4 separate regions of the Mus musculus genome follow, and regions 2, 3 and 4 are each linked to region 1. Evidence: chromatin contacts called from public Hi-C and HiChIP or PLAC-seq data. All regions are on one chromosome and are shown on one strand. Each heading gives the region's core, a stretch centred on a gene start, on an enhancer-like site or on the middle of the called end of the contact. The rest is flanking DNA. Distances are from core to core; before and after follow the strand shown. Region 1 overlaps Nhlrc2 (NHL repeat containing 2). Region 2 holds the start of Ccdc186 (coiled-coil domain containing 186). Region 3 overlaps Ccdc186 (coiled-coil domain containing 186). Region 4 holds the start of Casp7 (caspase 7).

Region 1 (7,302 bases), core at 3,038-5,537:
CATTTAGGTCACAGCCCCTGGAATTAGCTTAGCATTTCCCTCAGTTCAGACACCGTAAGGCTACAGCAAGAAGAGCCCAGAAGAAGCTGTGCAGCGCCAAGGGCTGTAGCGCTGAGGGCTGTAACGCCCAGGGTACAGATGCTTTCTGTATCTAGAGTGGTGCTGGTCTGAGGCACATGGGCCTTCAGCCGACTCACCTTGTGATTGTAGGAGTCGGCCACGTAGAGCACTTGCCTCTCCTCGTCCCATGCAACCCCAAGTGGATGCTGAAGCTTCGCATTGATGCCTGCTCCATCAACATCACCAAAAGCAAATAAATTCTTTTATTTTTTTTTAAAGAGAAAGAAACAGCAGTTATTAAAATTTTCAGTGCTTTGTTAGGAGGTAAAGTGAAAACTAAGATTCCAGTGTTTCTAAAGCTGGGAAGCTCTGACTTTTCCCAGTAGTTCCAGCGTGCGATAGAGAATGGGGAACACAGTAGGCTCACTCTGCACTCTACTAACTGCCATGCTGTCTTGCCCACAGTAGGCTCACATCTAGTGCAGTTCTCCTGCTAACCCACTGCCACAAACCCGGTGCAATCACTCTCTTCCCGTCCCCTGAATGCTTGTATGTAGTCAGGTGGGCGCCTTTCTCAGAGGGAGGGCTTTACTTGTATTTCTTTTGTGTAGCCCTGGCTGTCCTGGAACTCTCTCTGTAGACCAGGCTGGCCTCGGACTCAGAAATCTGCCTGCCTCTGCCTCCCAAGTGCTGGGATTAAAGTCATGCGCCACCACTGCCCAGCTCTGTATTTATAGCCACACTCTCTCTGCTTTGACTGCATGTTATTACAGACAGGCCAGAAATGAACCCCTGCACTCCATGGATGGCTCACTCAGGGATGTGCGCACAGACAGGTTCTTTACCATGGGGTCTCGCTCTCCGCCTACGAGGTGCTTCACAGCTCCGTCTCTCAGCGAGACGGTCCGCACGGTGCTGCTCTCACTGTCAGCCACAAAGAGGCAGCTCCAGGGCTCTTCTGAGGCGAGAGCGAGGCCTGACGGCTGGGCAAAGCCTGCCTTGTGAGGATATGCGTTGTTTCGGTTCTCTTCATTTCCACTTCCAGCAAAACGAATGCAGGTTCCTTTTTTTAGGTCACTGAAAGACAAGCTCATAGGTGAGTTCATGAGTCACTAAAGGGGCATAAATAACCAACTTGACTATGACAGCAGTTACACAGATCCACAGAACCAGTGACGGACTGCCTGCCCACTGCTGCGGCTGTCCAGGCTCTCTCTTGGTGAGAGAGAGCTACTAAGTAGGGGGCCCTCTCTTCTCTTTAGCATAATAACCAACTACTGAAATCACTTTCTAATACCCGGTAAGAAATCCCTGACGTTACTACAATAATGATCAGATTATGAGATAATAATGAGATGATTTTATTCTCATTTTAACTTCTTACTTTCATACAATATCAGGTTCTAGAAGAGAACTACTAATAAAGAGAATATCTAGTTTTGGTCGTTTAAAATGTCTATGTCTTCTATAAAGCAGTGAGCAGATTGAAGGAAGCCAGGTCTCTCAGTATGAACATTTTAAGGAAATGACGTAGTGACCGCATTAAATGAATAGTTATACAAGACCCATTTTTACATGCACCAGGAAACACCTCCCTGAAGTACTGCAGCACAGAGCGGCACACAACTGTAACAAGTTCTGGGCAGCTGCAACTGCAACTGCAGAGGGCTCTGTCTCAAGATGCTGAAAAGGACCCCTACTAATTTCTTTTGTAACACAGAGAAGTTGACACCTTGATTTTTAAATTTATGCCAAAATGATTATAAGGAAGACAAGGCGCCAAGAGAGAGGGAGAGGGCGAGGCCATGAGATCACCGCCTTGCACTGGCACACCACACAGAGGTCCAGTGCGAGTAGCACCCGCGACTGCTACGGGGCACAAAGGCGGGTAAGGGCGAGGACACAGGATGAGTAACACACTGCTGAAGCACGTGCAACACTTACTGCGAGGGAAGAGGTCTAAGCACGTCAGAGAAGAGTCCCGTGGGAAGGAGAGGTGCAACAGTGAGCTGACACTAAGCACTAGGGGCCAGCACTGCCTGCAAGTCTGTATTAGACACTATCTTTGTAGCAATGCACCCACAAAATTAAAATGCAGACTGATGTAACTTGAGCAATCATTTTCCTACTATAAATATCGACGAGCCTTCTGACAAGGAGACTTAGGCAGCCCTGCCAGGACATCCCAGCTGCTGTGACCTGTGGCTGCTGCTGTACTCACACCTCATGCACCACTGGTAACCCAACTGCTCACGTCACTACTGCCTCTTGCCTAGATGACAGCTAGAGTGTCCTGAATGGTCTTGCTCCACTCTAAGTGCTGGAAGGGTTCTTCCAAGAACACATCAAATCAGTTCACTCCTAGATTAAAACTTTCTATAACAACATTTGGAATGTCCAGATCTCTTAAAAGGACTCAAGGTGTGGCAAGACCTGATGTTACTGACACCAGCAGCATCAGCTCAGCTTGGAAGACCTCTCTACAGAAGTCCTCCATGACACTTCAAATCCCTTGGCTAAGGATCTCGGCATGAAGGAGCGCAGATGCTGCTGACACAAGCACTCTCTACTGTCACTGTTTGCCGATCTGATTCTTCTGAGGATGGGCATGTCTTCCTTTTACTTCTAACACAGAGGTCATCTAACTGCATCCCTAGTGTCCAACACAGTGCCTAGTGAAAGGAACCAACGAACATTTTATGTCAGTGGTCCTCAACCTCCCTAATGCTGCGACCCTTGAATACAGTTCTTCACGTTGTGGTGACTCCCAACCATATACTTATTTTTGTTGTTATTTTATAACTGTAATTATTACTAAGGTAAATCATAATGAAAATATCTGTGTTTTCTGATGGTCTTAGGTGACCCCTATGAAGGGTCATTCAGTCTCAAAGGGATCACAGCCCACAGATTGAGAACTGCTGTTTCAGATGCGTGACTGTCATAAACCACTACACAGCTGCGTTCCACACCTGTGCCTGGACACCGGAGGTCTTGAACTTGCTAGACAGCTGTCCCTTTCTACAAATAAAGATGAGTGTAGTGGGCTGGGCGGTGATGGTGCACACTTTTAATTTCAGCACTCAGGAGGTAGAGGCAGGTGGATCTGAGCTTGACGCTAGTCTAGAGTACAGAGTGAATTCTAGGATAGCCAGAGCTACACAGAGAAATACTGCATAAAAAGCTAAAAGCAACCAAAGATAATTGTGATAGCTTGTAAGCTTGTACCTACTTCCTATTACTACATAACAACTTTGTGGTCTGTGACTGTGTTCTGGTCAGCTTTTGGTCAACTTGACACAAACTGGAGTCGTCTGAGAAGAGGGAACGTCAACAGAGAATGTGTCCATCAGACTGACCTGTGGACAAACTTGTGGTCACTGATGATTGACATGAAAGGGCCCCGCCCACTTTGGGTGGTACCACCCTGAACAAGTGGTCCTAGGTTTGTGAGACCGCAAATGGGCAAGCCAGTGTGCAGCTCCAGTGGCCTGGCTCAGTGCCTTCCGCAGGCACAGGACAGACTTTCAGTCACTTACTTATTCTACATATAGGCTCTTACTGGGCTGTTATCTAACAGATACAGCACAGGGCCGAGTACACTGAGTAAATGGAACCAGGCTCATTTCTTTAAGAGGTAGTCTAGTAGGAAGAAACAGTTATAATCAGGCATGAGCCAAGAGACAGAGAAGAGAGGAGCAAAGGGGAGTGCAGCCAGCCCCGCCTGAGGCTGAGGGAGGAGGGGGAGTCAGGAGAAGTACTGCTCCCCACACTCACGTGCCCGCCTGGTGCCAATGCTATCCTAACTCTTCACACAGCAATCCCCTAGGTGACACAAACACATACAATGATGGAAAATGACAGAGGTAAAGGGGCTCACTCACTCTCCTGTGCTTCCACAGTAAGGAGAGCTAGGACTGCCATGCAGCACTCTGAAGCACCTGAAGGAGTGACTGCAGACACAGGAACTGTGTTTATGTTGTGAAGGATTAAAGCCCCACCTAACATTTCTGGTTCTCTCTCTAGGCACTCAGAAGAATGGCTCCTCCCAGGCTCTTAGAAATTAGATGCAGCCACAGGCTTAACTAAGGCTGATGAAATACAAGTGGAAGTGACGTTATGTCACCTCTGAGCAGCAGCTTTGAGAACCAGCTAGTGACTCACCACCTCCTCCTCTCTATCTCTGCCAGAAGGGCTGGCAGAGCTCCTGACAGCAGCTGCCTCCTCGGCCTGGGGAGCAGACCAATGCTCCCCAGTGAAGCCACTCGAGAGAGCAAGAAGCCTGTTGGGCCATGTGGCTGAGTGTGCGCACCCTGGCACGGTGACCTGGGCAGGGAAGCTGGGGACTAAGGAGGACGGCTGTCCCAGGACACAGCCACTTACCTTTTCTTTGGCAGTGTGCCAGAGTCTAGGAGGAGTGCCCATATCTGATGAGTCCCTGCCATGGCTATCCACAGGATGTCATTTCTTTGGACCTCTGAACCTTTATGAAAATAAGTAGCATGTATTATATACATATCTGGTTACTATGATACTTTTTAGGAATTGAAATCCATAGATGATACTAGTTTTTATAAATCAGCTGTTTCAGAACACGGTTCCTCAGGGAAGATGTGTTACTAGAAACCTTCCACCTCACCTGCAACAGTTTCATGAGAACCCAAAGCTGTCATATTTTTTTTAATTAAATGCAGTACAGGGTGATAATTCAATACATGTTTACAATGTGCAATGACAAAATTAAATCAATTAGCATTTCCATTTCCTTAAACCAAATCCACACATTCTTAATAGCAGTATGTCAATCTGCATCTCTGGAAACAATGTTTTTAAACACCGATTAAAACATTTTTTATGTGACACAAAAATGGGCTGATATTCTCTAAGAAAACTCTGGCAATTTCCACAAAAGAAGTGATGCTTTTAAGAGCAGTGTGGAAGCATACTCCTGTAGTCCCAGAGGCTAAGAGGCAGATTTCAGAGGAGTGTGGTGGCCCATTCCTGTACTGCAGAGGCAGAGGGGCAGAGGGGCAGAGGGGCAGAGGGGCAGAGGGGCAGAGAGGCAGAGAGAGGCAGAGAGAGGCAGAGAGGCAGAGGCAGAGGCAGGAGAAGCCCAAGTTGGAAGCCTGTTAGACTACATAGCAAGTTCCAGGCCAGCCTGGGTTACAAAGTAGAGACCCTGTGTTAAAACAAAATAACAATAAAAAGAAGCTAAAGGAATGTGTCTTTTTATTACCAAAGGCATGGGATTTGATATTCAGACACAAAGTAGATCAGTCATTTGCAAATGCACTATCTAGTAGCCTCTAATACTTACGGGGTTGTGTCTGTAGGAGTGTGCACATGTGTGTGTGGAGGCTGGAGGTCAATGTTGTGTCTCCTTCAGTCAGGCTCTGCTTTATGTACTTACTAGACAGGTTCTCTGTGTACCTAGAGTTCACTGATCTGGCTGGACTGGCTGGCTACTGGGAAAGTCCAAGGATCCTCCATCTCAGCCCCCAGGGCTCTGAGGCAGGCCGAGCTTTTTATGTGGGTGCTCAAGACTGAGTTCAGATCCTCATGCTGCACGGCAAGCCCTTCAGCAAATGAGCCACCTCTCGGGCCTGGTTTAAAATCCTTCAAGGAGTTTAGCAGACCAAGGGTACAGTATATTATAATATGCTGTTTACTACCATGAATTTTACCATCTTATTTTTGTCTAAATCTGAATGATGTCACACTTATTATAAGGGGAAAAGCTCTGCTCCTCAGATTTATTCTGTTAACATATTTAATTAGGAGGCACTCTGAAGTAACTGAGACGCTTTAACTAAAGTAGTCTGGTAAGACATTATCTTACAGAATTATTTTATTTGTAATTTTTTAAATTTCAAGTATTTTGTGATGAGAAGGGTATTCGTTCCTAATTAGTAATAAGTTTCAGATGTCTTTTAATTTAGTAACAACAGAAACAACGTACAATGATGACGGTTCTCAAGTTATCAAGGATACTATATCTCTGAGCGCTTTCCAAAACCCATTCCCGACTTTGGAAAGGCCCCTGAGATAGGTACTGTTAGCAAGTCCCACTCCAGATGAGTGCCCAAGCACAGGGAAGCTAGCATGCCAGGTCAACTAGCCAGCAAAGGAAGGAACTGAACTCTGGGCCCAAGCCAGGCTGAGAGCAACAACGCCTCAGTCATGGTGTGCTGATCCGCTCTCTGTTCTCAACTGCTCTGCAGCAGGAAGTACCTCAGTGTGCTTCCTTCACACAACCGTGCCTGCAGATGTAAGTGCTACCAACGGGGATTCTGCTGCCCATGTTCTGGGGACTCAGTCTCTGCTTTATCACTTTAAAAGGAGATCAAAAGGCCTGCACAATTAATTTTTAACACACATCACTTCATCAGTTATTCTAGGGCTACTCTCTGGGACTGCTAAAATGACTATGTCATCTAAGCTAATAAAATATTCCATTATTTCAGATATAATGACATTCAGATGAGAACTGCTTACAGGCAGCAGTACTCAAATGTCAGCCATGATCATTATTTCATGAATCTGGATCTTACCTTTAGAGCATGTTGCATTAGGCAAGCATAATAGATCTACAAACTCAACAGCCTGGAGCAGATGGCACTGAGGGTAAAGAGTAGGACACAATGTCTCCCTCACGTTTGTTAATTCGATAATAAGCACTGACTACTACTGTACTACAACACACAGTATCCACAATGCACAATGTTTACAACTGCTTACTTGTGTTAAAACCATCACAAATCGAAGATTATAAAGGTACTGTCTAGGACCCAGTACATGCCAGTTCAACAGAAACAACCTACGATGATCATATCAAACCATGGGAATGAGTTCAAGTTCCTGATTAGATAAAGGTATTATTAACCAAGGAAATGAACAACAGAGTAACAGAAAAGCTTCAGTAAGCGAAATAAACAAAGGCACGAATGGGTCGTACTTTTACAACGTCTGGAATGTTTCCCACTCACGATATTCCAAAGCCTATATTTATCCCATAACGTGTTTAGACTAATACACAGAGAACTGTAGACAATTACAGTTTGAAGCCCACTACTAGGCTCTCCTAATTTGCTCTCAATGGAATTAAATTAAGCACCTGGTGTGATGATGGCCTTTGACACAAGAGGACTCAAAGCATCCTTTCTATGATCGAGGAGCCAAATAGTTCAGGGTCTGAATCCTGGCTGCAGTTTCTTCACCTGCCAAGTGAGGCTGACTGTCCAG
Region 2 (7,302 bases), core at 1,202-3,701, 230 kb before region 1:
ACACTTCTTGCTCCAAACTCGTAGCCACGCCTTGTAACTTTTCAGTCCAGGCTCTTTGGTGGAAAATAGAGATGTGGAGAGTAAGGGTGTGCGTTAGGCTGTTGGGATTCTTTTCAGTAGTCACCCATCACCCCCAGGACTGAATTCCAGGCCTTCCCCCATGCTAAGGCAAATATTGTAGCACCGACTTCTCCATGAAAAAAATAAATCTCCAATTTCATCGTGATATTTCTAAATCCAAATGTAGGATTGCTGTAACTTTAGCTTGTTCAAAACCGATTTTTAATGATGGCTCTTAAACACTTTAGCCTCCCTTGGAGCCCACCACCCACCAGAGTTAGTGGAAAAGAAAGGATATGGGGGTTGTGGGGGGAGAGTGGACCTGTTTAGAAAGGTTCTTTGGAGCAACTCCCATCTGTGTTGTCAGGAAATCATCAGTTCACTTCACAGTTCAAAGACAGCAGCAGCTCGATCCACGTGCAAACACTTCACAGACACACCAGCAGTTCAGTTCAGTGGAGTCAGGATAGCAAGCAGGAAATCAGCAGCGGTGGCACGACCTAGCAGAGACAGCCAGGCCCCAGCCTTTGCTTTAGCATCCTCTCCTGTGTCTGCTTCAGGGAAACATTCCTTCACTTAGCCTTTCATGCCTGTGTCCACTTTAACGGAACACTCCTTCATGTGTTTGCCCCAGCAGAACACCATCCAGCACGTTCCAAAGAACCCTTAGCGTTTCCACTTCAGATTGCAGCGTTTCCATCTCATCTCTTTGGTTTTACACCTGTATTTCTTCTCTCTTATGATTTAAAAAATTAGTTTCCCAGACATGCTTAATACATTTTCTTACCAGTTATAAGTTCTGAAGTACATTTCAGAAATAATGCTAATGTTACTTCTAACAATATGAACAGATAAACAACTCAGTGTGTCTTCCCTCCTTTTGGGATAACATACCTTACTAGGAATGTTTAAAGTCCAGCCATTCTTTTCAAAGTAAGAAAACCTATGTATGTCTGTATGAATGCATGCATGTATGTATATACGTATGCATTTAGGAAAAGGGTCTCCTGCAGGCTAAACCCTAAGTGGTTCCTACTTGCACCTCCCAAATGCCTGGATAACCATTGTAAGCCACTACTCCCGGCTCAACCCATAGTTAGGGTCTCATTTCTGTGAATTGACACTCTTCACACCAAGGCAACTCTTATAAAAGACAACATTTAATCAAGGCTGGTTTTACAGGTTCAGAGGTTTAGTCCATTATTATCACGCTGGGACGCACAGCAGTGTGCAGGGGGTTGAGGGTTAGGGTTAGAGACAAAGAGCAGAGAGCTCTACCTCTTGATTGGAAGGCAGCAAGGAGGAGACCGAATATGTCTCACACTGGGTGTAGCTCAAGCATTTATATGAGAGCTCAAAGCCTTCCTCCACAATGACATACCCTGTCCAACAAGGCTACACCTCCTAATAGTGCCACTTCCTATGGGCCAAGCATTCAAATACATGAGTCTATTCAAGTCACCACCGCACCTTAATTGTAAAACGTACTGTAATACATTACCATAATTTGAGGAGGGAGTTGTCATTTTCTGATTAAAAAAAGACAGAGGGTTAGTAATATACCACATTGAAGATTTTCCTCCTCAGCAATTATGAAAGTAATTTAACAGTAATATGCTTGGATTTACAAACTTGCCACTGAAGACGAGTCTTAACTATTTTCACTTACAACTGTCTACACGGCCCAGAACTTTAACACATCTTTTCTCCGGACAGAGGTGGTTTGCAAAACCTCCAGACTAAAACTGCTCACCTTCCCTACCTCCTCCAACTGGGCTTAGTCACTATAATATACAACCTGCGTGCAACCATGCAACCGGATGGGTTACGCAGCCCAGGCAGGCTTAGGTCCTCTGCGTGGAGCACACTAACAAGCTTACTAGTAAACAATGGCACTCGGTGCCACTTGGAGATCCCAGGTCAATTATTATTATGGAAACCCTGCAGAGCTCTCTCCCAGAGATGAAGCTCGCATGCCCAAGTCAGCTGCTCCTGCGGACTTGGCTCACCCACAGGCAGCGCAAAGTTTGCACCATCAGAACCGGGAAGCCACAATCTCTAGTTCTCTTTTATTACTTTATGCCACTGACTCATTAGATGACCGGCCAAAGGGTGAAGAAAAAAAGATGGCAACTTCCTTCCGATAGAAAGCACCGGCTTGGGACGGGAAAGGGAAAGAGTGGCCCAACCGGACAACAACAGCCTGCTACAGCCTCCTTGGGCTTAAGTGGAGGTGGCACGGAGATGCTGGGCGGGGCCTCTAGAAACCGCGAGGACTGGAGGCGGCGCCTCGAAAACCACGCCCGCCTCCAGGTGCTTAACGTCACGCGGTCCGCGCCGCGCTGATTGGCTCGTTCAGGGAGCCCCGCCCCCTCAGCTGTAGCCGCGCCGGCTTAGGCGTCGCCGCCATCTTTGTTGATGTGTCAGCTCCGCAGGGGTTTTGGGGGAAAACCTCCGCTGAGAGCCCGGGATCTGCAGTGGTCTCCGCGCGTGACTTCCTCACCCACTCCGCGTCGGCTACACGCCGCCATGGGTTCGTCGGCCCTGGAGCCGGAGCTCCATCGGCCTCGCTAGGGTGCGGCCCGGGGCTGGACGACGGACGGTGAGTGGCCGAGGGGCGTCCGGGACGGGCGCGCTCGGGGAGCGCTGGTCTGCGCGCGTGGACGTGACGGGGTGGTAGCCCCGGGCTGTACGCAACTCCGCGCGTGGACGTGACGGGGCTGGCGGGGCCCTCGGGGGGCTGTGCCCGGAGGCGCGGCCGCTCCCCCGCCGCACCAGCGCGGTATCTCCGGGGACGCGGTCCGCAGCGTTCGGCTTTTCCAAAGATCCCGATGTATTTTCATATATTTTCACCTTGGTAGGGAAACCATTTCAGATTTCTCTCTCCCCTTCTACCTATCCTCAAAGTAGCAATCCCAGGGAAACAGCGCGCGGGGAGAATGATGGCTCAGCTGCCAACAATTCGTAACTTGTTACAATATTCACATCTTGATTGTTATTTAGAGAGGAGACTCGGGTTTGTACGCAGAACACCTGGGTTAGAGTCAGAAAAGACTACAGTAAAAAAATATGACAGCGAACCAGAAAAGATGTCTCAGACCCAGTGTCACGCACGGTCCTTTGATGTCCCAGCCTTTTCCTTTCTTCTGAAGTGGTACACAGGGTGCTTGTCTGAGGAAAAGATGAAACAAATCAGTTATGACAGTGTTTCAAAGTGCACGTGTAGCCAGCCATCCCAAGGAAAATCGGTCTGTTAAGTGTTAGGTTTATTAGCGTGGATGTGGCCTTTGTGCACTTAATTGTGAAGGAGATTAAGGACCCAGAGACAAGTGATACTGAAACGGATGCGTCTTGTGTATCAAGTCCACCGTGTGCAGCTACTTTTTAGCTCTTCGTTAATTAATGGTTACACAAATGAAACAACAGTAATGATTGGCCTACTTCTTTTATGGTTCCTTTTTGGTCTTCCCATGTTCCCATGTGCAGATTTTGGGCAGGCCATAATCTTGTACTGTTGCACCAAGGCCTTCCTTCTCCTTTGTACAGGGTAATAGGTAAGTATGACTTTGGAAGGCTACCAGAAGACACAGGGACTGTGTTTAGTTTTTTTGAAGGCCTTTTCTAATTTAAAACAATAGAAACTTAAGGTGTTTGATTGAGAACAGGTTCCATGGAGTAAGGGTGACATTTCCCAGTCTGATTTTTTTTTTTTTTTCCAGACTGAAATCCTGAGTGGTAGAAGAAGGGGCACTCATAAACCTTTAGTTCCTTCACACAGGAACCAAAGACTTATTCTTTGATGCTGTGCAGTGCGGCAGCATGGCTGCTGCTGATTCCTTAGTGTGTTCAGTCCTGAAAGTGACTGTGATGAACAGAACACTCAGCCCAGCTCTCTGAGGAAGCTGTGATGGTTGGGAGCCCAGGCAGCCTCACTGAGAAAACTGTCTTTCCGTTTGACAGCATCTACCCTGGTTTACAAAAGTCATTCAACTCACTGTAAAGAAAGAATATTCAACTTCAAATTCTGCTTTGTTTGTTTGTTTGTTTTTAATAATAAAACTAAAATTTTTCTTTTATTTTTTTTGTCTTTAAATGACTAAGGTCAGGTTTTGATTTTTCTCATAAACATCACTTCATTTACAATAGTTTTATTTAGTATTTATTTTAAAAGCAGCAACAGGATAGATAATTTAGACCTACAAATGCTCCTGTAATCTTACACCATTTCAAACTTATTTGAACTTGCTTAATGGAGAGTTTGCATCCAAGAAGTAAACTATTAGGTAAAGGGGCAGTAGACACCAAGAGCAGAAGCAAACTCTAGGATACTGCCAACTGTCTTGAGCGTAGTGGAAGCAAACTCTAGGATAATGGTAACTGTCATGAGTGTATTTCTTAAAGCTTGAGCTGGTCATTCATTGTAGGCTTATGTAGTAAGTACTAAATAGGTGTTGTTTTTAATAAAACTTAAATCTTACCAAATTAACCAAATTCAGGCATAAGTACAACTCTTTTAGTAAATGTAGAAATTCTATTTAATTGAATTCATTTTTCTGATATTTGGTTTTCATATTTTTTTTAAAGATTTATTTTATATATATATCAGTAGACTGTCACTGTCTTCAGACACACCAGAAGAGGGCATCAGATCCCATTATAGATGGTTGTGAGCCACCATGTGGTTGCTGGGAACTGAACTCAGGATCTCTGCAAGAGCAGTCAGTGCTCTTAACCGCTGAGCCATCTCTCCAGCCCCATTTTCAGATTTTTTTGAAAGAACGGTTAAATAAAAGTACTTACGTTTTTCTCAGACTTTATTGCAGTTGATACATTCTGTACAAGTCGCTTCAAGGTAGAGTTCTGTATTAATGTTATGCCTCAATACTTTAAAAGCCATTTTAGAGTCTAAAGTACCCAAACCATGGTTGCCTGTTTCAGAGGTGAGAGTGTTACTGCTGCAAGATATCAGCTATCCAGTGTCTCACTGAAGATACAGTAGGGGAAACTCAAGAAGACAGGAGCAGCTGTGGGCTGTGTGCCGTCTGTGTGACCGTTAGAGAGCTGAGGCAACTTAGTACATTCAAACTGTAGTTGGGCTTGATGCTGACTCTGAAGTCTTCCTTCTTGGAGAACCAGTTCTAGAGATCTTTGAAACAACAGTCTTAGCTTTCTCCTCTTAAAGTAAGACTGGGTCTAGGCAAGCTTGCCTTCTGTGAAACCCCAGTCCCGGCTCTTTGCATCCGGGAAATGTGACTGACTAGTATTTCTTACACAGCTTCTCTTCTGTTTCTCTGCTTTGTTATTTTAGTTTAAAAGCTTAATCTAGCAAAGTGTGTCAGCATTTACTATTTAGGGATTATGAGGAGATACTGATTGGATGCTTTTTGATTTTTTACTTTTGACTTGAGATGACGGGCCAGAATTTTGCTAGAGCTGATAGGAAAGGAAAGGAAGTGACTTTAGTTATGCTACTTTCAAACCCCTTGGGAAATATGCAAAGACTGTCTTAAAGTATTTATATTTTCTTACAAAGGACAGGAAACCATTTTATTGACTTAAATAAGTGATCTCCCAAGCCTCGGTTGCATATGTCAATGCATACTAGAGAAGGGTGGGTCTACAGCTAGAATTATTGGGGGGCGGCGGAGTGGTGCAAAATCTAAAAATTATAAAAAATATTTGAACTAAGATTATTCAACTGGATTTAAAGCCAAGCCTTTATCCTGAAATGTTGGTTTGCTTTATACTGCTACAGTGGGAAGGATTCTGATCTGTGGTCTCAGCATTTCACAGCAGCAAAACAAAGATTTAACAGGCTCAGTATTAGTCAGACTGTACCTGAGGCCTGCACCTGAGGGTGCCTGTTTTATTTTGCACCATGTTCCAATGCCTACAACAGCGTCCATATGGAAAAGCTGCCCTGTGCATGTTTGGCAGGTGAACACTTGGGACTTTATTTTTGAGTTGGTTCCTCTGCATGATGCTCATTTGATGACTTGTTACCAATTATCTGTAGATTGAATTCAGTTTCTATTTATAGTTTTGTGAGCCAGCCTACGGTTTTGTTCTTATAGACTAATTATGGGAAACCAGAAATAGTACTGAAAGCTGTTAGTGTTTTCAGTTATGTAGTTTTGTGTGGAATAACTTTCTAGAAATCCGAGTGTGTTCATTAAAGAATGCAAGAGGCTCTGGGATAGTGCTTGGCATGGCGCCTTTTTGCTGGATGGCTGCAGCTGCTGCACTGCAGTCAGATCGCCCAGTTCCCACTGCCACAGGCCTGTACTGCTGTGTCAGCGACAGAAGGACTATGGGGACAGCGAGGGATTGGGAGGAATTTTGTGATTACAGGTGTTTTTCCTCAGAAGCAACAGTTATTACAAAGTCAGAATAGCAGTGCATGTCGTAATCAGTGAGCACACTTACTGTGTGTATCTGTGTGTGTCTCTGACTGAGGTTGGTCTGTACCAGCACTTGAGGCAGGCTTGCAGCTCTTCCCTACGTTTCCTGTTTCCTCCTTTTGTAGCTTACTGGTAGTAGGCTGTTTAATCTTCCATAATTTTCACGACAGCATTCCTTCTAAAAAAAACCCAAATTCTTGGACAGTATCCAAATTGCTGTACATGAGCGTCGCTAACTGGGGATGCCTGTAGGGAACTCGGCTGACGTTCCTGTCGCCTAGTTAGTGGTGGACAGATGAGCTTCTCATGAGGTCGATTGGTTTCTGTTTGCACAGTTCTTACATACTCCTTGGTGTTGCCTTGCTACATATGCAAGCACAGGTCCTCTGTAACATGTTTTCCTCTGGTCTCCTGTCAGTATTCACTGGGACATCAACAAACAAATGTGCAGTTGTAATGGTTCTCAGATGCCAGTTTGTATAATGACCCTTTTACAGGTCATGACTTACTGAGAGACACTGTGTAAGTTTCTTGTCTTTTAGATTTAGTCTTTAATTGATCAGACACACAAAACAAATTCTAAGCTTGGGTAAATAGCTTGTTTTGTTTGGATTTGTTACCTAGATGAAGCTCCTGTAGACTGTAAGACAGGTTTGTTGTTCTGCCCTGTCTGTACACTAGAAGTCTCCCTACAGCCTGCCCACTAAATGCTGTCCACCCCACATCATTTCAGAGAGCCAGTGGGTTCCTCTGTCTTTGTGAAGCACTGAGGAGTATTTGCAAAGACGGTAGTAAATGTTGTGCAGAGTGCATTTGCTAGGTTTATCTGTTTATTACTGTT
Region 3 (7,302 bases), core at 1,346-3,845, 210 kb before region 1:
TCCTGTTGTGTCAGGTGTTCACTGCAGTTGAACACAGGGGAGTTGTTGTCGTTGAGATAAGGACAGCAGCTTCCTGTCTCCTCACAGCAGCTCCTGCAGCACTTGTCTCAGGTTACTCCTGTGTCTGCCCTGTCTGAGAGAGTTCATATGGAGCACGGCGGTCTGTGCTTAGCTTGACTGTGATCATTTCACAGGCGAAATGTCTAGAAGATGAACGCTTAAGAACGGAAGATGAGTTATCAAAGTACAGGGAAATTATCAATCGACAGAAATCTGAAATTCAGAATTTACTGGACAAGGTGAAAATCACAGATCAGTTACATGAGCAGCTTCAAAGGTATGAAATGAGTGGTGTTTAAGATGGTGTCTCTGAGTACAATACTGTATCAAACAGGAGCAATTCTCATAATTCTTCCAGTTAACAATTCTTCAGTTTGTGTCTTTGAACTCCTGTCACGGCTTCTAAAAGTCAAATCAAAGTTTCTATTTCATAAGCACTGACAGGAACCATGCATAGGTGGGGTGGATTTGGTTTATCTGTTCTGTGGCTTCACAGTCTCTCCTCAAATGGGAAGCGTGAGTCTGCACCTGGCTCCTTAACTTTGTGTGCGAGCCTTGAGGTCAGAGCGAATGTCATTCTGTGATGTCCCAGCATCGTTTAAACTTGGTTCATGATGTCATATAGTAGAGCCTGGACTCAGGGTTAACTTCTATTGTCCTTGCTGTCCATCTCCAGGCAGCCACCCGAGTGCTGCTGAAAAAAGGTTCTCACCCTCACAATCACCGTCCTCAGTAAGGACGCCAGAGACCAGCCACCTCTCCTTTCTAGACCTCTGTCTTCCTGGTGTGTCTCTTCTGGGGCGACCAGCGTTCTCTCTGCTCTCATGTGATTAAGGGCTTTGAGCTGCTGCTGGTTTCTACAACCATTCCCTACTGCCATTGTGCAAGAAATGCTTCTAGTCTGAATTGGATTATTCTTTCCACGTCTGCTGTGGGGTCCAGTGCCTTTTTCCTTCTTCAGCTTTCGTGATTATTCCTTTATCTCTTGTCAGTTATTTTTTTTTTTTTAAAGTGTGTGTATGGATGTTTGCCTGCAAACCAAACCTGGGTCCTCTGAATGAGTAGCCAGTGCTCTTAACCACTGAGCCATCTCTCCAGCCTTGTAAATGGAAGGCCTTTTAGAGCATAGGTTCCCATTGAGTTCTGACTGTGGCTGTCTTCACAAAGTACAACTGAGGCAAAGAACTCCAGCAGTGAGATGCAAGCCTGGCTTAGAAGCCTGTTCTGCGTACTGCCTGCCCTTGTGTGGGACGGTGGTCACTCTTCCTGAGCTTAGGCACCCTGCCTGCTCATTCTCATCACTGGTCACTAGAGGCTCTCAGAGCAGGGCCCTGCCACATGAGCCTTTCTCACTCACCCTCACAGCTCTTCCCGTAACACGAAGCCGACGATGATGATGTCATGGATGGATGAATGACTACAAGTAAATATTCCCTTAAGTGAGCATTCCCACAGTGTTAGTGTAATGATTTTTAATAGCTTACTTAATTTTCCTTAAATATAAACTTTGTTTTGTAGTGGTAAACAAGAAATTGAACATTTGAAAGAAGAAATGGAAAGCCTTAATTCTTTGATCAATGACCTCCAGAAAGACATTGAAGGCAGCAGGAAAAGGGAGTCTGAGCTCCTGCTTTTCACAGAAAAGCTCACGAGTAAGAACGCGCAGCTGCAGTCTGAGTCCAGCGCTCTGCAGTCCCAGGTGGACAACCTGTCCTGTACTGAGAGCCAGCTGCAAAGCCAGTGCCAGCAGATGGGACAGGCTAACCGTAATCTGGTGAGTGTAGGCACACATTTCATTCTTCCTCCGCTCCTCCTCCTCTTCCTCCTCCTTCTCCTTCCTCCTTCCTCCTTCCTCCCTTCTCCTCCTTCCTCCCTTCTCCTTCCTCCCTCCTTCTCCTCCTTCCTCCCTTCCTCCCTTCTCCTCCTTCCTCCCTTCTCCTTCCTCTTCCTTCCCTTCTCCTCCTTCCTCTCCTCCCCTTCCTCCTTCCTCCCTTCTCCTTCCTCTTCCTTCCCTTCTCCTCCTTCCTCCCTTCTCCTCCTTCCTCCCTTCTCCTTCCTCTTCCTTCCCTTCTTCCTTCTTTCCTCCTCCCCCCCTTACCCCCCTCCTCTTAATTGGCATTTTGTTTGCATGTATGTCTGTGTACCACATAGCAGTGCGGAGGCCAGCACAGGGCATCGTAGCCTTGTCCCCTAGAAGAGCAGCCACCATTCCTAACTCCAATACTCAGATTTAGTCACTAGACCAACATAGCAAGATTGAATTTCTCTAATCATCAAAGTACAAGTGATAATTAATTTTAGATTCTTCTAGTGATATCTGATCATTTTACATGTTGTAAAAATATATGCTTTTTGTTTAATGGCTGTAATTCTTATAATAGATTTTTTTTAATTAAATGATAAAGAATATTCCACTTTGAAAAAATAAAGAACAATGATTTCTGTCATTCCTGACTGGAGTCACAACATTCAGAGACTTAGATTGCAGCTATATCCACACACAACATCACGCCATTGGTGGTCTCTGACCTGTTTGCCGCTGGGTGAAGATGGTGGGAGGAGCTCACCGGCAGAGCCTGCGAAGGGGTTTGCAGAAGAGTCTCCTCCATTAGCTATACTTTTACGTTTTTAAACTGAGCAAAAATTAAGATTTAAAAAGAAATCAACTGTTGGTTTTCTTTTCAACTTTATCACACTTACTATTCAGGAGAGCAAGTTGCTCAAAGAGGAAGAGCTTCGAAAAGAGGAAGTACAGACTCTGCAAGCTGAGCTTTCTGCTGCGCAGACCGAAGTCAAAGCCTTGAGTACCCAGGTGGAAGAGCTGAAAGATGAGTTAGTGACGCAGAGGCGCAAACACGCCTCTAACGTCAAGGACCTCAGCAAGCAGCTTCAGCAAGGTACTCCTGTGTTGCTTGTCTGTCTCAGAGCTCTGGTGAGGTGCGCTGCTGTCTGTCTGTGTGCCCCACATACCTCAGGTGTGTGCCCCACATACCTCAGGTGTGTGCCCCCACATACCTCAGGTGTGTGCCCCCACATACCTCAGGTGTGTGCCCCCACATACCTCAGGTGTGTGCCCCCACATACCTCAGGTGTGTGCCCCCACATACCTCAGGTGTGTGCCCCACATACCTCAGGTGTGTGCCCCCACATACCTCAGGTGTGTGCCCCCACATACCTCAGGTGTGTGCCCCCACATACCTCAGGTGTGTGCCCCCACATACCTCAGGTGTGTGCCCCCACATACCTCAGGTGTGTGCCCCCACATACCTCAGGTGTGTGCCCCCACATACCTCAGGTGTGTGCCCCCACATACCTCAGGTGTGTGCCCCCACATACCTCAGGTGTGTGCCCCCACATACCTCAGGTGTGTGCCCCCACATACCTCAGGTGTGTGCCCCCACATACCTCAGGTGTGTGCTTGGCTGGCTTTCTCTTAGGCTCGCTCGCTTGCTCGCTCGGCTTTTGTTGTTATCCTGGAGGCAGAGCTTGCTCCTCACTTCACACACCCAGTTTTCTGCCTCACCCTCCTGCCTCACTGTTAGGAATAAAGGAGTGTGCCACTGTGCCCAGCCTGTATGCTCTTTCTCACTTATCCACAGACTAGATTACTAAGCTTGCTAAGCTTGCAGTTGTGTGAGTGTGCTTCCCATGCTGAAGCCACAGAGTGAACGGCTGCCCTCAGCAGCTCTGAACCCTTTACCTTGTATTCTGCTACCTGCAAAAGTTGTGTAAGTGGTTTTTTTGTTTTGTTCTGTTTTAATTTTTTTTGTAGAATTCATTTATTTTTATATTTAAAATATAAATTAGGTGTTTTAGAAAACATAAGAAAGGTCTGCCTTTAAAATGCAATCTAGAAAACACTTCTAATGTTCCCCTCTGCACGTGCCTATGAGGTGATTGAGTCCCAAGCTCTCACTTACTGATCACTGCGTCTCGGGAAACATCTCAGAAGGACTGTGAACTATCGGACAGCTGGCCAGCATAGCCACTAATCACTGAAATTGGAATCCGATTTCTCCTGGTTAAGAATTCATATAAACTTACACACTGTAATCACAGCAGGGGATGAAAGTCATCACAGTACACGGTGGGTTCAAGGCCGGCTGCTCACATAGGACCCTTGCTTGCTTGTCTGTTTTTTCCAGACAGAGTTTCTCTGTGTAGCCCTGGCTGTCCTGGAACTCACTTTGTAGACCAGGCTGGCCTCGAACTCAGAAATCCGCCTGCCTCTGCCTCCCGAGTGCTGGGATTAAAGGCGTGCACCACCACCGCCCAGCTACATATGACCCTTTCTTAAAAAAAAAAAAAAAAAAGCTGTCGGGTGTGGTGCTGGATCCCTTTACCTGGGAGGTAGAAATGGGAGGATCTCTGTGAGTTCAGCTCAGACTGGTTTATAGAGTGAGTTCCAGGAAAGACCCTGTCGTGAAAAAGAAGGAGGAAAAAACAAAACCACAAACTCATAATGGCTTTTGAATATCTGCCGTATGTTAGTGTGAAAAAGACAGATACATCAACTTTCTATCTGTATGCCCTACTCTGGGTTAAATAGGAAAAAATGTAGTAAGAAATGAGACCTGGGGTTACTTAATGTGACTATAGTTAGATATTTGCTAAAACAGCTCACAATTTTTTTAAAGATGCATTTTTATGAATGTGGTGTCTAGCCAGCATGCCTGCTGCACACAGACTCCAGAGGAAGGTGTCAGGGCCTGTGGAACTGGAGTGAGAGATGGTTGTGGGCCACCATGTGGGTGCTAGGAACTGAACCTGGGTCTTCTGGAAGAGCAGTCAGTGCTCTTAGCCTCTGCTCCAGCCCTGTTCTTAGGTGTGTAACTGAAGGTGTGTTGGGGAGAGATTTCTGAAACTGAGAAGGCACTCCATGCCTAAAGCTCCACAAGCTGAAGTCTGAACATAAGCTCACTTGAAAGTGCAGCTCTAAGAAGTTGTCTTTGTTTCCTATGTAGTCTGTCCATTTCCAAATGTCATTTTATATGAATGGCGCCTCAAGTGTTCTAAAATGTATAGCAAGGACCAGTGTCCATGCCACTTTTGCCATCTTGTGGTCCATGCCATTTTTGCCCAAGTGGCATTAGCAATTAATGTCAGACGGCATGGGAAATGGTCATTACAACTGTCACAAGTAATTGATTTCTTTTTTTCTTTTTAATAGCTCGGAGAAAGTTAGAGCAGACTGAGAATGGAAACCACGATAAAGACATTAGCAGTATGGGAAGTCGCTCGAGTTCATCAGGTAAGGAGGGCGTAGTTAGCAGTGGCCATGGCTAGTTCAGAAGTAGTTATCTGCTTTGTTGTGTTTCGAGGCTGACGATCAGAAGGTACGCGTAGCTATAGTGTGGAGAGTGTACTTACTGCGTGTTTACTTCCTGCTTTTTGCCAGAGTTCCTGTCTGACTTGGGCTATGTGAGACTTCTCACCCATTTTTTACCTACCACTTTTGCATTCTGTGCAGTGCCTGGAGTTTAGATTTGTATTTTATCCATAGAGGCCTGCATGTGGACTCACTTCCATGTTAACCTAAATGATGAGCTAGCCATCCATATATAGCATCCGGTGCATATCAACAATTCTCCTTTGGTTCCAGGGCACTCACTGGATACTAAAATCCTCAGGTGGTGAAGCCTTTCATAAGATGTTGTGGTGTCTGTGTAATCTGCACAGTCCTCCTGCAGACTTTAAACCATCTCTAAGTCACAGTACCTGATACACTGTGCATGCTGGGGATGTGCATGTAAACCTGTTGGTTTAGGACACGGGAATCTGTACATGGTTAGCAGAGACATTTTTTTAATAAAGCTCTTGGCAGTCTGGAGTTAGTTGGACCTATGTACAGGGAACTCACACATATGACGAGGACAATTGTGTAGCTGTGTTAGTTCTTTCTCTCTGCCTGTCTGCCTCTGCCTCTACCTCTCTCCCTTCTTTCACTTTCTGTTAAGAGTAGCTGCACTATGCTAATCTCCTAGAATTGTGTGTTACAGGCAAAGCAACCATGGCAGTTACTGTGGTAACAGTGTGTTAACAGAAAGTGCATGGTTTGAAATTAACCCTGTATCTTAGGTCCCAGCTAAAACCATTTTATTTGGATGGTTCAATTTGGGCTAGGATATTATATTTTTCAAGTCCATCATATGGTTGAGAAGGCCTAATCTGTAGGGTGAAGAGGCTCAAACATTGATCTCACAGGTCCTGGTAGAAAGCTAACATTTACAAAGTGTAGGTGTAGAGGTGGGGTTGGGGGATAAGGCAAACATGCTTTGTTGTCATCACATCTAAATGAGGATGTCAATGCTTTGAGGTAAGTCATTGTTTCTAGCAGAAGCAACCTAGGCACTGAGGGTAAAATACTGTGTCCACAGTTGCACTATTTAGTTATGACTACTAAGTGGAGTAGGATTTGAGCAGGCAGGCGTCCTACCCTGTCCTCTCCCCTCCCCTCCCCTCCCCTCCCCTCCCCTCCCCTCCCCTCCCCTCCCCTCGCCTCGCCTCGCCTCTCCTCTCCTCTCCCCCCCCTCTTCCTTTTGAGTATCCTCTCCTTTTTTCCCCCTCTCAGTGGTATCATTTACTTTTAAGATTACTTTAGGCTTGCTCTTCTTTTTTTAGTTTTTAAGATTTGTTTCTCTGTTGTCAGTTCCTTATCTTATTTCTGTGTAACATAACAGACACTGCTCACTGCTGCTGTCTTTTAAACAAGAATGGTGGCCACACATAACCACTTACGTATTCTTGTCCATAGTGGGCAGTATTGCTAGAAAGCATGAGATGGGGTAAGGGAGACGGAGGTCACATTCACTGAGCTTGGTCTTCTGTCATCAGGGTCACTTAATGCTCGAATCAGTGCTGAAGACCGATCTCCAGAGAATACCAGCTCCTCGGTGGCTGTGGACAACTTCCCAGAAGTGGACAAAGCCATGCTGATTGAGAGGATAGTGAGGCTACAGAAAGCCCATGCCCGGAAGAATGAGAAAATAGAATTCATGGAGGACCACATCAAACAGCTGGTTGAAGAAATAAGAAAAAAAACCAAGTATGTATTACTGTGGTAGCATGGCCTGTGTCAGAGGCCTGCCATTTGCATGGCCTCAGAATTGGATGAAGAGCTGATCTTTTCCATGGGGTACATCATGTTGTCCAGGCTGGCCCTGCATTCCTGGGCTCCAGGGGTCCTTCTGCATCAGCTTCTTGTGTAGCTGGGATGGCAGTGCTCTGCCTGCTTAGTAATTC
Region 4 (7,302 bases), core at 1,462-3,961, 190 kb after region 1:
ATCACTGTGAGGAAAAACTGACCAGTATATACCAGGTTGTTCTCCATCAGCAACCAGCCCAGGCAATCATGGGCTGGAGGCTCTAAAATGTGAACTAGAACAGGATACTCTTTCTAAATTGATCACCTCAGGAACTTATTATGCTAACAGAAAGCTGACACAGGCCTGAAGACATAAGGAACCCATTCCTGGCTGGGGGGCTATTGAGTGCTAGAGGAGGGAGGGTCTGTGTTCCTTACGAACACTGACTCCACTCCTGTGAATGGCCTCACACCGTGTACAAATGGTCAGCCCTAACTGGTGTCAGTGGGAGACTTCTCCACAATGCCCACACCACCATCTGCTGGAAGCCCAAAGCGTCTTCCTGGCTGCCCTGAGGTCAACAACTTTGCCCCACCATATACTCTCACCCCCAGGATGCCCCACCTCCATCACCACAGCAGAGCAAGCAGACCAGAGAATGAGATGCCTGAAATCTGGAGCTAAAACACATCTATCTTACAGGCAGGAGTCTAAGTCTTAAGCCTTCCTGCTAACAGCCTACATCAGCAACAGCGGACTTGACTCGTCAATCAGGAAGGCTAAGCACCCAGGAGCTTCCTCACCCCCCCCCCCCCCGTGGCTGATCCACTCGAGTCTTGGAAACATTCAAAGATCTCAGGTGACCAAGTGGGGTGCTTAACCTCAGTGACGTCATCGAAGCCAAGCCAGAACCCTCCGAGAAAGCCATCTCATCTGGGCTCATCAACGGTGCTGCCCGAGGGGCCTTCCTTGCATGACTTTTCTGTACCAGTCCTTTTCAGGGGCTGCAAAGAGCAGTCATTACGGAGACAGTGCTTGCCCACAGTAAAGAGACATGGAATGTCCTCTTTAAATGATGTAAGATGTGTGATGCCTGCTGTTATGGTTTGGCTGTAATTGGTCCCCCCCCCAGGCTTCTTGTGTTGGAAGGCTAGCCCCCTACACGAGGGGATGGGAATCCAGTAGGAAGCTGCTGGGGCTCTGCGTGTGTTAGTTCCCAAGAGGTTGCTTAGAAAATAATACGTCCAGCCACTCCCTGGCTACCCCAAATTCCTGTCTTACAATGTGGCTGCTCCTACTTGCAATCACTTTGGCCACTGGGATGCCACCTGCCCTGAGAGCTTCCCCAGACCCATGCTATGGGGTGTGGTGCCTAGTTTTGTTTTGTTGTTGTTTTTGTTTTTTGGGTTTTTTTTTTTTTTTTTTTTTTTTTTTTTTGGTCAAGTTGACACAGCCTAATATCACCAGGGAACAGGAAATCTCACTTGAGGAATTGCCCAGATCACAATGGCCTGTGGCTATGTCTATAGGGAAGTGCCTTGACCAATGGCTGGTGTGGGAGGGGAGGGCCCAGCCCACTGTAGTGGTACCATCCACAGGCTGTGTACTAATGGTAGCTGAGTGAGTAATCAGATTTCCTGCCTCCAGGCTCCTGCCTCGACTTCCCTCAATGACAGACTGTGACCTGAAGTCGTCAAATGAAATAAAGCCTTTCCTCTCTATGGTCATGGTGTTTATCCCAGCAAGAGAAAGCAGGCTAAGCAAGTTGATTGAGGTGGGTCTTCCTGAGGAAACAGGCTGCCTGCTTCCCAAACACAGCAACATTGAACAGGCTCACCTCCTGCCCAAATGCATACTTCCTTAAGTGAAAAAGTCCCGAGGCTGCCACCCAACCCATCAGTGTCACCTGAGGTTCACACCATGAGGGAACTAGAGACTTTGCCCATGTCCTATAGGAGGTTGCAGAGTGGCAGATTGTAATGCTAGGCTTTAACAATATGGACAGGGGTGTAAGGTTACGCTGGCCAAAATCTGAAGGAAGAAACAGCTTGTCAACAGAAAACCAGGGCCTTATCAGTTATCTCAGCTCAAGAGAAAGGCCTGTGAACTGCTTACAAACACCGCCTGTGCCTACTAATAAACTTACTTCCCCATAAACCCGAAAGGCCAAGGAGTAAAGGTGAGGTGTCGCCTGGAGCTCATACTGACAAGTGTCGCTTGCCAGTTTTTCACCAGTCTTAAGTCACTGTAAGAGTCTAAGAGTCCCGATGCAAGGGTCCCCAGACAAGAAAGAGTGTTTCAAGCACACTTCGCCTAGGTTAAAGACCTATGCACCTAACTCCCTCTTTCCCTGAGCACAAGCCACCAGAACCGCCCAAGATTCCCATTAAATGGACCCGGCAGCGCCTAAGTTCCCGGTCTGACAAGGTAGTCCTTGCGGGTTCAAACAACCACATCTACTGCCCTACACCCGCTCTTTCTTCCCTGTTACATCCGGAATGGCACCGGATGTCGTGAGACCCTGGTCCAGAAGACCAAGGGACCGCCGTGCCGAGCAAAGCGGGCGATGGCCAGGCATGTTGGAGAGCCTTCCGCGCCACAGCGCCCTGCAAGCAAGTTCTGCGAGCCTGCGGGAGGGAGGGGGACTCTGGGCGGGGACGCGCGGGAGGAAGGAGCTCGCGGAAGAGGGGAGGGAAAGCCGCGATGGCGGCCCAAGTTACCGTTCCCACGGCGGCGGCCAGGAGCCCACGGCAGCGTCCGTCCTCCGCAAGGGTCGAGGGCAGCTTTGGGAAAACTGAAAGCAAAAGTCCCAGAGGCGGAGGGGGAGGAGCGGGCGGGCCGGACGGGGCTGTGCCTGCAGCCCGGGAAAGCTGGGGGCGAGCGGGAACGCGCGCTACGGAGCCCGCCGCGGGAGAAGCTCGCGCGGGAAGCTCGCGCGGGAAGCCCTCGCCGCCCACGTGCTGCGTCCCCCCCTCTGCGACGTTTGGGCGACCCCTGCGGCTGCAGGAACTGGGCAGATAGAGCGCTCCCTACAGAACTGGCGGGCTCTGCAAAACTGCCAGCCAGAAAAGTGACCGTGACCCCGGGCTACCTGCTGCAAATCTGTTAAGTTCTCTGAAAATATGACTGCGCGCTTGGTCCAGACCTCTGCGAAGTTGGCAAGCGTCACCGGCACGGGAGGAGAGCGGCCCTGCAAATTGGGGCTATCCCTGTCCCCTCCTCTATGCCACATATGCAAATTTCCCCGCGCTCACCAGAGAGGAGTACTAAGAGACTCTAAAACTGTAAACGTCAAAAGTTCCACTGAGAACGCATTCTACAAAACTGTCTACCCAGCAGATGGACCCAAAATTCTGACTTGCTCTCCGCGATGGGGCACCTGTCTCGTTCTGTTTTTGTTTTTTACCTTTTTCCTAACACAAGCTGCTTCTCGACCAGATACTGTGCACCACCAGTCGCTTTAGTCTGATGTCTTCCCAGACGTTGTTGGGGAGGGGGGCGAACTTTGTCTTAAACACGTTTATACCTCCCAAACCCAGCTTGCACGGATATTGCGCCAAAATCATCATCCATGTGTGCTACCTCCCGTGTCAGGCACTAGGTTTGAGGAAGCAGACAGTGAGCTAACATGGGTTCCTGTTCATGTCATCTTCGACACAGACAGACAGACAGACAGATCTGGGCTTCCATCTGTAGACGCTTCCAATTCCTCCCCTCCACCTAGAGTTCTCAGAACAGCTCATTCACTCACACTGAAGCAAGCTATGTGAGAGAACTTTGTGAAAACGCCAGAGATACTCGATTCTCAGACCTACAGGTCTCCGGAGCCATCAAGGCTATTTTATTTGCTAGCATGGTTTTTCTTGAACCCCAGAGTTTTAGCACTAACTCTAGAATCTCAGCCAGTATGGGCACTTTCAATTCTTAATATGCCTGCCCTCCTTCTTATTTAATAATGCTAGTGTCCCTGAACTGTGGAGGCAAATGTTGGGGTAAGCCATGGCTCACGCTATGGTGATTTGCTTTTTAAAACTGACAGTCCTTTGAAAAATGAAGAAATCCTATCTCCACTATAATTTATCTTTGTGTAAACCATGACTTTTTCCAGGGTAGTCCTAAAACGTGGAACATTTAACAACCAATCTCTACTTATTTGGTGGTGAGGAATGTGAGAAGCTGCCCACCTGACAGCACCAGGGTCCTGTTGCCTGGACAGTGATGTTCTATCCACAAGAAGGTTTGCCTGTGCTGTGGCATGCGTGGCGCATCCGCACACAGGAATCCATCCCTCACGCAGATGGAGAGGCAGGGCGGCACCACAGGAAACCTCTTGTCTGTTCTTGCTTGTGGGTCGGCGTGAGAACATCCACTTACTTGCTCCCAGCCTGGATCATTACAGTACCGACTCTTAAACTTCTGGAAGCACAGAAGGGAAGAGACCCATGGCAGCTTCCGCTCTGTAATATTGTACTGACACCTTAAATGCAAGTGATTTCTCTCCTGAATGTCTCTCCTAGGTCTCCCCAGCTTTGGTGTTATGGCTTAACCCCAGGGCTTTGGAGAGAAGAAGCTTCGCTAAGTTATACCCCTGTTCCCAGCCATGTGACCGCACTAAGCATATGGTCTATAGTAAGTGTGTATCGGAATCTTCCTCCTAAGACCTCCACCAGCCTTATCTATCAGGTGGTTTCCCTGGGGCTGAGCTCATAACTGCTCCTGGCCTCATCTCTCTAGACTCTGTCTCTAGCCTCCTCCGGTAGCCAGGCTTGCCAGTAAGTTTCCGTGCCTACCTACAGGGCACACCTGCCCACACCTCACCCCTGTGGGTACCAGAGCGACTGTTCTCAATCTAACAGTCCACAAACAGCTAAGGCTGTAACTACACAGGACTCTAGTATAGAGATACCCCGAGATTAGCAGAAGTGCCGTTGTCTGTACCCACAGACCCAGACCCAAACTCAGGCCCCTTATTGAGATGCCAACAGCCTTCTGCTGGTTGAGGAGCAAGGGAGCAGGGCCCAGGCAGAATCCTTTCTTTTCCTACAGAAGGAATTCATGTTGCCTCTCAACTCCACATGTATTCTGACTGCTGTGTGAAAATTCACTCGGGCCCTTTGAGTAGTTTTCCTATGCCAGTGTTAGGACCATGGATTAAGTGTGGGGAGCCAAAGAGACTTTCCACAATGGGAAGTTTTGCTTGTAGTCTCTGTCCTTCTTGCATCCTGCAGAAGCAGTGGACACTCAGTGGCAGGATCCCATAGCCCACCTGCACTTAGTAATTTCCTTTGGTATCATCCTCTTGAAGTGCTCTCCCAGCAGAGACCTCTCCCCAAGACCTGCTCTGTCTGGTACCTACAGTGTCAGCTGCTGAGGAGATGTAGAGAAGGAACTTCTAGAAAGTTCTACTGCATCCCTACTGAGCCTCAGGTCCACCTCTCCGTCCAGGTCTGAACCTCAGCCCGAGGAGAGCAGAGGAGACTTGAGATTTTTCTTTGTCCCTATGATAGCTGTTCCTTATTGTCAACTAAGAACTTCAGCTGAGGGACAGCTAACCCACCAAGGGTGGTCTGCCCCCAGGCAGATGGCGTAATTGTTGTAAAGAGCTAGCTGAACAGACGCAGGAAGGAAACCAGTAAGCAGCAATCCTCCATGGCGTCTGCTTCAGTTCCTGTCCTCAGGTTTCTGCTTCCTTTCCTGCCCTGCCTTCCCTCTGTGATGGGCTGTGACCTGGATGTGTGAGCCTAGAAAGCTCTGACCTCCCCTGTGTTGGATTGGTCTGTGTTTTATCAAAGCAACAGGAAATAAACTGGGGACGAGCCCCTTCCTTCAGCTCTGTGAGCTGCAGTGTGTTGTGATGGTCCATTACATCTCAACATTGGGTCTGCTATCATGGGCTTTGTGTTGCACAGTAGTTGCTCTGATGCTGAAATGCGAACCTCCGAACCATCTTCATCTGGAGATGGTGTCTTTTTAAAAAATGATATTTACTTTTTAATTGTGTGTGTGTGTGTGTGTGTGTGTGTGTGTGTGTGTGTGTGCATGTGTACCTGCACACATGCACTTGCATGCACACATGTACAGGCGCCCTTGGAGTCCATTAGAGTCTCACAAATTCTCCCTGGAGCTGGAGTTATAGGAGGTTTGAGCTGTCAGTCAGTGTAGATGCTGGGAACCAAACTCAGGTCCTCTGCAGGAGCAGTACGAATTGTTAACCACTGAGCTCTCCAAGCTGGGGGTCTCTGAGGCAGTAAACTAAGGCCACCGTGGCTGTAATCCAGCCTAGCCTTTGCCCTGGTAAGAGGTGCAGATAAGGGCCCATGTGAGTGCCTGGAGATCTCAAAAGCCCCCTTTCCCAGTTAGCATATTCTCTGTGTCTCTCTGTCTCTCTCCGTCTCTCGGTTTCTGTCTCTGTCATGGACTCTAACCCTCTGGAGCTGTAAGAGCCCAATTAAATGCTTTAGTTTTAAACTCGCTTTGGTCATGGTGTGAAAGCCACTAAGACAGAGGATGTGTCAGTTTTCTGGCCCTTTCCTCTGACTTCTGACACTTGCTGGTTGTGGTGAGGTGAGCCGCTCTCCCCACCATGCACTCGTTAACCCATTTCCACTTCCTCTTGGGTCCAAAGCAGTGGAGTCTTCGAGCCATGGAAGGAATTCTCTGATACTCCAGGTCAATGTAAATCTTTCCTCCTCTCGGATACTCCTCACAGCAATGAAAAGCTACTTAACACAGGAGATTCCTCCCCCGACCCCCAAAAGATGGAGATCGCCAGGCTAATGCACTTTTTAGGGTTAAGTGTCCCTGAAATCCAAAACTTTGTGAGCACCACCATGAAGCTACCAGTGGAAGATTCCAGACCAGGAAACTTTGCTTCATATACACAATTATTAATGATATGCATAAAATTATTATCTGGCTGTGTATTAGGGTAGATATGAAACATGATTTTCATATATATATATATATATATATATATATATACATATATATGACTTATTCTCCTAATATATGTAAATATCCAAACTAAAATATAAGCAGAAACCTGAATCCTTCTGGTCCCGAGCACTTTAGACACAAATGTTGGTTTCCTTGAGGACCAACCTCACACACCTACCCCGTCCTGTTTCCTGCCTTCTCACTCCGATTCCTTAAAGTACTCTCCCAAATACCTTCTTCAACACAGGCCTTTGCCTCAGCTTCTGTTTTCTGGAAAACCGAGGCTAAGGCCCATATTATTGGAACCACTCTCAGAGGTCAGAGGAACCCCTGTGCTCCTTGGCTTGGTGGCCCTGATATAATCCTGGAGCCAAGGAGCCAGAGCTTGCACCAAGAAAGAAAAGTAGAGAGCCATGTTTTGGGCTGAGTGCCCACCCTATTGTCTTACCCTGTTCCTACAGCTATAATAACACCCAAGGTTCAGCAGCTCATGATGAGCAGCATTTGGCTCATACCTCTGGAGAGCAGGCTGGCTGAGAGTATGACCCTGGGAAGGACTTCCTG

Evidence for each region. A called contact is a pair of places that touch in the nucleus more often than the background predicts. HiChIP or PLAC-seq counts read pairs in DNA pulled down with a chosen protein or histone mark.
Region 2: a contact with region 1 is called in a KLF4 HiChIP or PLAC-seq map of embryonic fibroblasts, with 5 read pairs. The contact joins the promoter of Ccdc186 here to the enhancer-like site in region 1. A contact is called at or near these places in 10 of 39 promoter capture datasets (the C10 cell line, the HPC-7 cell line, HPC-7-derived erythroid cells and 7 more), 5 of 115 datasets of contacts at active chromatin or transcription factors (the NIH/3T3 cell line, embryonic basal ganglia, embryonic fibroblasts and 2 more) and 3 of 9 other capture datasets (adipose tissue, liver and pancreatic islet).
Region 3: a Hi-C map of bone marrow-derived macrophages shows a contact between it and region 1, with 18 read pairs. The contact joins two enhancer-like sites. A contact is called at or near these places in 20 of 484 Hi-C or Micro-C datasets (3T3-L1-derived adipocytes, the C2C12 cell line, the G1E-ER4 cell line and 14 more), 3 of 115 datasets of contacts at active chromatin or transcription factors (embryonic fibroblasts, embryonic stem cells and microglia) and 3 of 9 other capture datasets (adipose tissue, liver and pancreatic islet).
Region 4: a contact with region 1 is called in an H3K27ac HiChIP or PLAC-seq map of acute myeloid leukemia, with 2.2 times the contacts expected there. The contact joins the promoter of Casp7 here to the enhancer-like site in region 1. A contact is called at or near these places in 7 of 39 promoter capture datasets (the 3T3-L1 cell line, 3T3-L1-derived adipocytes, the SN4741 cell line and 4 more), 1 of 115 datasets of contacts at active chromatin or transcription factors (acute myeloid leukemia) and 1 of 9 other capture datasets (adipose tissue).

Annotation. Positions count from the first base shown.
Region 1 is chr19:56,585,411-56,592,712 of GRCm38.p6, reverse strand. Nhlrc2 (NHL repeat containing 2) reads right to left here. Exons shown (of 11, transcript NM_025811.3): 6 at 4,444-4,543; 7 at 906-1,137; 8 at 198-320. Among named protein-coding and RNA genes, the nearest start is that of Nhlrc2, 41 kb to the right of the region's middle. Within about 2 kb of position 4,287, at least 172 of the 459 cell types and tissues checked have an H3K27ac peak or open chromatin away from gene starts, as enhancers often do. A contact at or near this core is called in the NIH/3T3 cell line, the SN4741 cell line, acute myeloid leukemia and 4 more, where this site is marked.
Region 2 is chr19:56,817,348-56,824,649 of GRCm38.p6, reverse strand. It overlaps Ccdc186 (coiled-coil domain containing 186), which reads left to right and starts at 2,451. Exons shown (of 16, transcript NM_170757.2): 1 at 2,451-2,662.
Region 3 is chr19:56,793,099-56,800,400 of GRCm38.p6, reverse strand. Ccdc186 (coiled-coil domain containing 186) reads left to right here. Exons shown (of 16, transcript NM_170757.2): 10 at 195-337; 11 at 1,579-1,834; 12 at 2,768-2,957; 13 at 5,231-5,311; 14 at 6,895-7,105. Among named protein-coding and RNA genes, the nearest start is that of Ccdc186, 25 kb to the left of the region's middle. Within about 2 kb of position 2,595, at least 25 of the 459 cell types and tissues checked have an H3K27ac peak or open chromatin away from gene starts, as enhancers often do. A contact at or near this core is called in bone marrow-derived macrophages, where this site is marked.
Region 4 is chr19:56,392,538-56,399,839 of GRCm38.p6, reverse strand. Casp7 (caspase 7) reads right to left here and starts at 2,711. Exons shown (of 7, transcript NM_007611.2): 1 at 2,523-2,711.